Linked DNA regions of Ovis aries: region 2 is linked to region 1. A link is a contact called in public Hi-C data. All regions are on one chromosome and are shown on one strand. The core of a region is the stretch at or near the end of the contact, and the rest is flanking DNA. Distances in the headings are between cores, read along the strand shown. Region 1 overlaps RB1 (RB transcriptional corepressor 1). Region 2 has its middle 7.2 kb from the start of TRNAC-GCA.

Evidence for each region. A called contact is a pair of places that touch in the nucleus more often than the background predicts.
Region 2: a contact with region 1 is called in a Hi-C map of liver, with 9 times the contacts expected there. The contact joins two enhancer-like sites. A contact is called at or near these places in 6 of 16 Hi-C or Micro-C datasets (blood, hypothalamus, liver and 1 more).

Annotation. Positions count from the first base shown.
Region 1 is chr10:18,477,492-18,480,753 of ARS-UI_Ramb_v3.0, reverse strand. All of the region lies in intron 2 of RB1 (RB transcriptional corepressor 1), which reads right to left. Among named protein-coding and RNA genes, the nearest start is that of RB1, 20 kb to the right of the region's middle. Within about 2 kb of position 1,448, at least 11 of the 54 cell types and tissues checked have an H3K27ac peak or open chromatin away from gene starts, as enhancers often do. A contact at or near this core is called in liver, where this site is marked.
Region 2 is chr10:18,814,544-18,817,805 of ARS-UI_Ramb_v3.0, reverse strand. No RefSeq gene overlaps it. Among named protein-coding and RNA genes, the nearest start is that of TRNAC-GCA, 7.2 kb to the left of the region's middle. Within about 2 kb of position 1,510, at least 3 of the 54 cell types and tissues checked have an H3K27ac peak or open chromatin away from gene starts, as enhancers often do. A contact at or near this core is called in liver, where this site is marked.

The sequences.
Region 1 (3,262 bases), core at 199-2,698:
CTATATAAGCGCTATTCTACTGAGGCTATTGTCTAAGTCTCGAGAGATCTCTCTCTAAACTGAATAGACTTTTCTTTGGTTTCATCTACAAAGACCTCTATACAACATCTGACACCACTGTAATGAAACTTTTCTCCTTAGCTTTTCAAACACAGTTAACATCCTCATTCTCTTTTTTATCTCTATCAACTTCTTCTGAGTTTCCTAATTCCAAAGACTTTTCCCCACCACCTTCTTTTTCCTTCTGCCGTCTGTAGCTTCATCCACTTCTACAGCAGCCCCAACTCCTCGATACAGATGTTTCACGTGACTCATCTTGCTTTCCAGCCCTCACTGCTGTCTCAAGATATAGGCCCTATTTTCCAAAGGCAATTACAACCCAAAATTTGTAACTGAATTGTTTCCTCAAAAATTTAGTTGAGAATTATGTAATGGCCTAGGAATAGCACCTTTGAAACCATTAAAACAGAGGAAAAGCAAGTTTTACTCAGCCAAAAGAATCACAAAAAAATAAATGAAAGAAGGAAAAAAATGAGGAAAGGATAAGAAAAAGCATTTTGCAAAAGAAAAAGACAGTAATTTTCAATAAACATATTTTGAATATAAGAACCTCAGAAGAGTGTTAATTGAAGGACATTTTGCTAATTTGCATCAAGAGCCTTAAGAGTTCAGTTTTATCTCTATGAATTTATCCAATGAAAATAATTACTAAGATTTAGTATAATAAATGTTCAAAGAATTACTTACAACAGCAAAAATAGTGGGAAACATTTAAATATTTTTAAATAGAACAGTTAAATAAATTATGATAGAGCTGTATCAGGAGCTACATAAGACTCTTAGAAAACATTTCAAAGATTATAAGGACATGGGGAAAAAAACAGACACATTAAAAGAAAAAAAAAACATCAGAATACAAAATTCTGTGTTTGACTCCAATTTGTTGAAAAATTTTAAAAGAAAGGATAGGCAAAAATATATCAAAATGTTAACTATTATCTCTAGGTGGTAGGATTACAAATGGTTTTCATTAATCCTAGGTATATTTTCTAAATTACCTACAATTATAAAATAGAGGGGAAAGCAAGTCAATTAAAAAGTACTAAAGTTATATAAAACAGGTGAGAGGAAAAATTATGAATATTCTTGAGAAAAATTTTTAAAATAGTAAAACTTTAATTACATATACTACAGTTTAAATGAAAATCTATAATCAACACTTAAGAGACTACTCATTTAAGCTATCATTTAGTTTAGTTTACTTAAACCACCCAACTGGTAACCCTGAGTTAGTGATATGACTTCTACTGGGTTAACCAAAAAGTTTGTTGAGTCTTTTTCCCCATGATAGTTTATGGAAAATACCGAACAAAGTTTCTGGCCAATCCAACACTTGCTCTTTTACGATGCACTAACTTATAAAAGAGCTCCCCCAAGTGGTAACATAAATCATCTTAGAAACATCTGAAAAGTAGGTTATCTTACTGAAAAGTAGGTTAACATAACTAGCATGAATTTAACCTGAAATTTTAAAAGTTAAAAACACTACTCTCTCTTATCTTTACTTTTTAATATATCAACCATGAAAATGATGGAAATAAGCCATAGTAAACACGCTCTTTATCTCAGGGTCAAAAGGATACATCCTTACACCAGATTCATGAGACTGTAATGAGTGATTAGCAATAAAGTTACAAGTTAAATGTATTACAGGAGTAGAGAGGCTAAGGCCTGCCTTTATATCTTCCCCTCCTGGATTTCCTTACCAGGGTTATATGTAAGAACAAAAGAAATAACATGCTAATATGCCAGAAAATCCTCCCTCTCGCTTGCATAATATCAGCTGACAGCAGTGAGTGCTAACGAAATTCTTGATGTGCTCTCAAGAATCAGAAGGCAAGAGTAGCACAGCCAAGAAGAATACAAATGCTAACTTCACTTGTGCTCGATCATATTTTTGATTCAACATGCAGAGGTAAACACCAACTGAATTAGCCATCCAGTTACACAATGCCTTTGTGGGGAAAGAGTTGACTCTACTCCCAGAAAAATATGTTCTTGGCAAATTCAGATTCCTCTAGTCTTCTGCCCAAGAGATGAGTACTTGGAGCTAAGAACTTCTACAGAATTCAGTGGTTAGGACTATTTAAGCACCTAACTAAACTCAAGTTCAGTTTACTAGATTGTTCAATTGTCCCTATCTCAACTAGTTTGTAAGATTTTGAAGGCATAATCACACTAAGTACACTGCTGAACCCCCAAGAACCTAGTACAATGGCCAGCACTAATTTAACATTAAATGTATATATTTTTTAAAAGCAGCATCAATAGTCATAACCCAGCATAGGATAGAATGACTTTTGACTTTTTGACTTTCTCATTTTTCCCCCTAGTAAAAAGTTTTAAGGTGAGAATATTGGTCCTACCACAATTTCTTTATCTCCTGATCACACATTGATCAGCTACTGACAATAAGCAGGATTAATTCACACAAAGAAATGAATTACAGTCTTCACTTCCTGAACCTGTAATACATAACTGACCTGGAATTTAGTTTCTAGTCAAGCTCTCTGCTTTACTGAGTCAAAGGCCCAAAAAATGATCCACCCAAGAAGATAGAGCCATAGAGCAGTGAAAACAGCCACCATATTAAGACAACTACTCATTAACTGATGTCCACCCCTCTTAGAAACAAAGACGAAAAACAGTGAGGAAGTCAATTACTACAACTCAGATTTAATTATGTGTATAAATGGTATTTTTCAAAGTTAACATGTCCATTCATTCCACCAATATCATTTGAAAAAATGAAAACATAACTACTGAATAAATGAGTTGGCATTAGAATAAAAGAATCTTAGTTGGAAGGGAAAATGAAAGAGATCATTGATCACTGAAGTCCTGTGGTCTGGGAGTCTCTAGGGTTCAAATCATAAAATGATAATCTTTGGCAAATTTGCTTAAATTTTTTAAAACTTAAGGGAACCCATATGTTTACTTTCAATAATGCCTTAGTAACTAAAGTAGCAAGTGTTTTACCTTTGCTAGAATTCAATGCAGCAAGGTAACACAATTTACCTTTATACTGATAAAAAGCAAGGGCTGTCAGGCTTGAATAAAATTAGGAAAAATTTTTATTTAATAAAGTTTGGTACACTTTCTAAAAGAGATCTAAGGTGGGGGAAAGTTTGGTGGTTTCTGACTGCAATATAAATCTGATTCAACTTATCTTAAAAATGGTTTGCAGAATGAGAAAAATCAA
Region 2 (3,262 bases), core at 261-2,760, 340 kb before region 1:
ACATCCATACATGACTTACTGGAAAAACCACAGCCTTGACTAGACAGACCTTTGTTGGCAAAGTAATGTCTCTGCTTTTTTAATATGCTGTCTAGGTTGGTCATAACTGTTCTCCCAAGGAGTAAGCGTCTTTTAATTTCATGGCTGCAATCACCAACTGCAGTGATTTTGGAGCCCCCCAAAATAAAGTCTGTCACTACTTCCACTGTTTCCCCATCTATTTGCCAGGAAGTGATAGGACCAGATGCCATGATCTTAATTTTCTGAATGTTGAGCTTTAAGCCAACTTTTTCACTCTCCTCTTTCACTGTCATCAAGAGGCTCTTTAGTTTCTCGCTTTCTGCCATAAGGGTGGTGTCATCTGCATATCTGAGGTTATTGATGTTTCTCCCAGCAATCTTGATTCCAGCTTGTGCTTCATCCAGCCCAGCGTTTCTCATGATGTACTCTGCATAGAAGTTAAATAAGCAGGGTGACGATATACAGCCTTGACGTACTCCTTTCCCTATTTGGAACCAGTCTGTTGTTTATTTTAATAACTAATTTAAAAAGTATATAGCTCCCTTGCTAAGACTAGCGGGTGAGGCACTCTCCGCCCTCTGACGTCTGTATCAGAAGCATTCTCTGTCCCTTTTCACTGTAACGAAGCTTTTCCCACACAGGAGCCCTGAGTGGTCAGGTCTGGTCTCTGGTCCTGAAGCTAAATCTTCTTCGGAGATCATGAATCCAACATCGTTCACAGTAGGTTAAGACTTCATCTTCCAGTGCAAGCGGTGTGGGGAGCTAAGATCGCATCTGCCTCCTGGCCAAAAAAAAAACAAAAAAAAAAAAACAAAAGGAATATTGCAACAAATTCGATAAAGACTTGAAAAATAGTTCACATTAAAAAAAAAAACAAAAACCTTTGAAAAATAAACTAAAATCTTGGGAGTTCCCTGGTGGTGCAGTGCTTAGGATTCCACACTTCCATTGCAGGGGGCACAGGTTTGATCCCTGGTCGGGGAACTAAGATCTTGCAAGCCAAATAGCGTTGCTAAAAAACAAAACAAAACTTTTTTTAAAAAAAGTCTTTTAAGAGAAGAATGAGCTGTGTGATGTTTGTGAAAAGATTAGAAGGTACTGCATTAAATCTACCTTATTTCACTTTATATCCTGAGAGCTACACAAATCCCTGCCACTGGTGGGAGCTGAATCTACCGCCACAGGGCCACCAGGGTGTGCTGAAGTTTCATGGAACTCAAGGTCAGCTTCCCTGGCAGCCCAGAGCAGAAGTAGGGAGCCCGAGATCAGCAGTTTTCACCCCCTTGTCAAGCACATCTGAACTGTCCCCCTTCAGGCTCACAACACTGCAAGGGAAATATTAACATCTCCATTTTTAAAATGAGAAGCGTAGGGCTCGGAGAGATTAAGTAACTTGCCAAGCTACAGGTCGGAGGGCCTGGATTCAAACGTAGGTTTGTGTGGGCCCAGAGCTTATGCCAGGCTTCCCCCTCAAGTCACTAGAGAGAAGGCCGTCCTCTGTGGGTGTTCTGAGCTCTGGATGTGGAAAACGGGCAGAAAAATGGACCTGCAAACCAGGAGCGGCCCCAAGGGCGGGGTTCAATGCTGAAGGCTGCCTTTCATATTCGTATAAAAGTCTGGTTGCTACTGGAAGAATTCCCATCCCTTGGAAGATTCCGGGGGTCCCTGCGGGCTCTCACCTGAAGCGGGAACCTGGGTCTAAGGCCGCCTCAACACCAAGCGGTGCTGGAGCGGAGGCAGGCCGCCAGAGGGCGCTGTGCAGACACGGTGAGCTCGCGTCTCAGTCACAGGACCCTGCCCAGTTCAGACGCAACGAGTGCCCAGTCAAGGGTGAAGAGAGGTCACTTTGAACTAAGTTTGTTTCTTTCTCTTGAGAAAAAATAATACACAACATATTTTTCAGAAATCTCTTGAGAGTGAAGTTTGCCTCTTGCAAAATTGCTAAACGTTGTGGGTTTCTTTCTCTTCCATAAGACTTCCTTTTGCCACAATGGATGTCAGCAGATACTGCAGAAAAGTGGGTGGAATAGAGAACGCGAGCATGTCCAATCCCAGATCTGCCTCTTCTTAGAAGTGAGGGTTTTCTCTGAACCTCTTTTGTGTCTTCTGTAAGCTGGAGAGCAAAGGCTTTATCTTACAGGTCTGTTCTGAAGACTAAAGAGCAGGCACAGAAGTAAGTAAACAGTCTCGCTCAGTTTGCAATCATTTTGGTCTTATGACCTCTTTATAGTCTTAAAAAGTTATCGAACACTCAAAGAGCTTTCTTTCTTTCTTTTCTTTCTTTTTTTTTTTGCCGTGCTGTGAGGTTGGCAGGCATCCTAGTTCCCTAACCAGGGATCGAACCCAGGTGCATGGCAGTGAAAACGCTGGATGTAACCACTGGACAGCCACAGAATTTCCTCAAAGACCTTTCCTTTATGTGGGTTCTATCATACTTTGTTGTTGTTCATTTGCTAAGTTGTGTCCGACTCTTTGTGACCCCATGAGCTGCAGCACGCCAGGCTTCTATCATATTTACTACATTAAAAACTAAGATTCACTTTTTAATTAAATTTATCATTAAAATATCTATTTCATTAGGAAAAAATATTAATTTAGCAAGAAAACCTGTAAAACAAATATTAAAAAAAAGAGGAAACCAAAACATGTATCAGTTCAGTTCATTTCAGTCGCTCAGTCGTGTCCGACTGTTTGCGACCCCATGAATTGCAGCATGCCAGGCCTCCCTGTCCATCACCAACTCCTGGAGTTCACTCAGACTCACATCCATCGAGTCAGTGATGCCCTCCAGCCATCTCATCCTCTATCGTCCCCTTCTCCTCCTGCCCCCAATCCCTCTCACCATCAGAGTCTTTTCCAATGAGTCAACTTTTCCCATGAGGTGGCCAAAGTACTGGAGTTTCAGCTTTAGCATCATTCCTTCCAAAGAAATCCCAGGGCTGATCTCTTTCAGAATGGACTGGTTGGATCTCCTTGCAGTCCAGGGGACTCTCAAGAGTCTTCTCCAACACCACAGTTCAAAAGCATCAATTCTTCGGTGCTCAGCTTTCTTCACAGTCCAACCCTCACCTCCATACATGACCACTGGAAAAACCATAGCCTTGACTAGACGGACCTTTGTTGGCAAAGTAATGTCTCTGCTTTTGAATATGCTATCTAGGTTGGTCATAACTTTTCTTCCAAGGAGTAAGCGTCTTTTAATTTCATGGCTGCAGTCACCATCTGCAGTGATTTTGGAGCC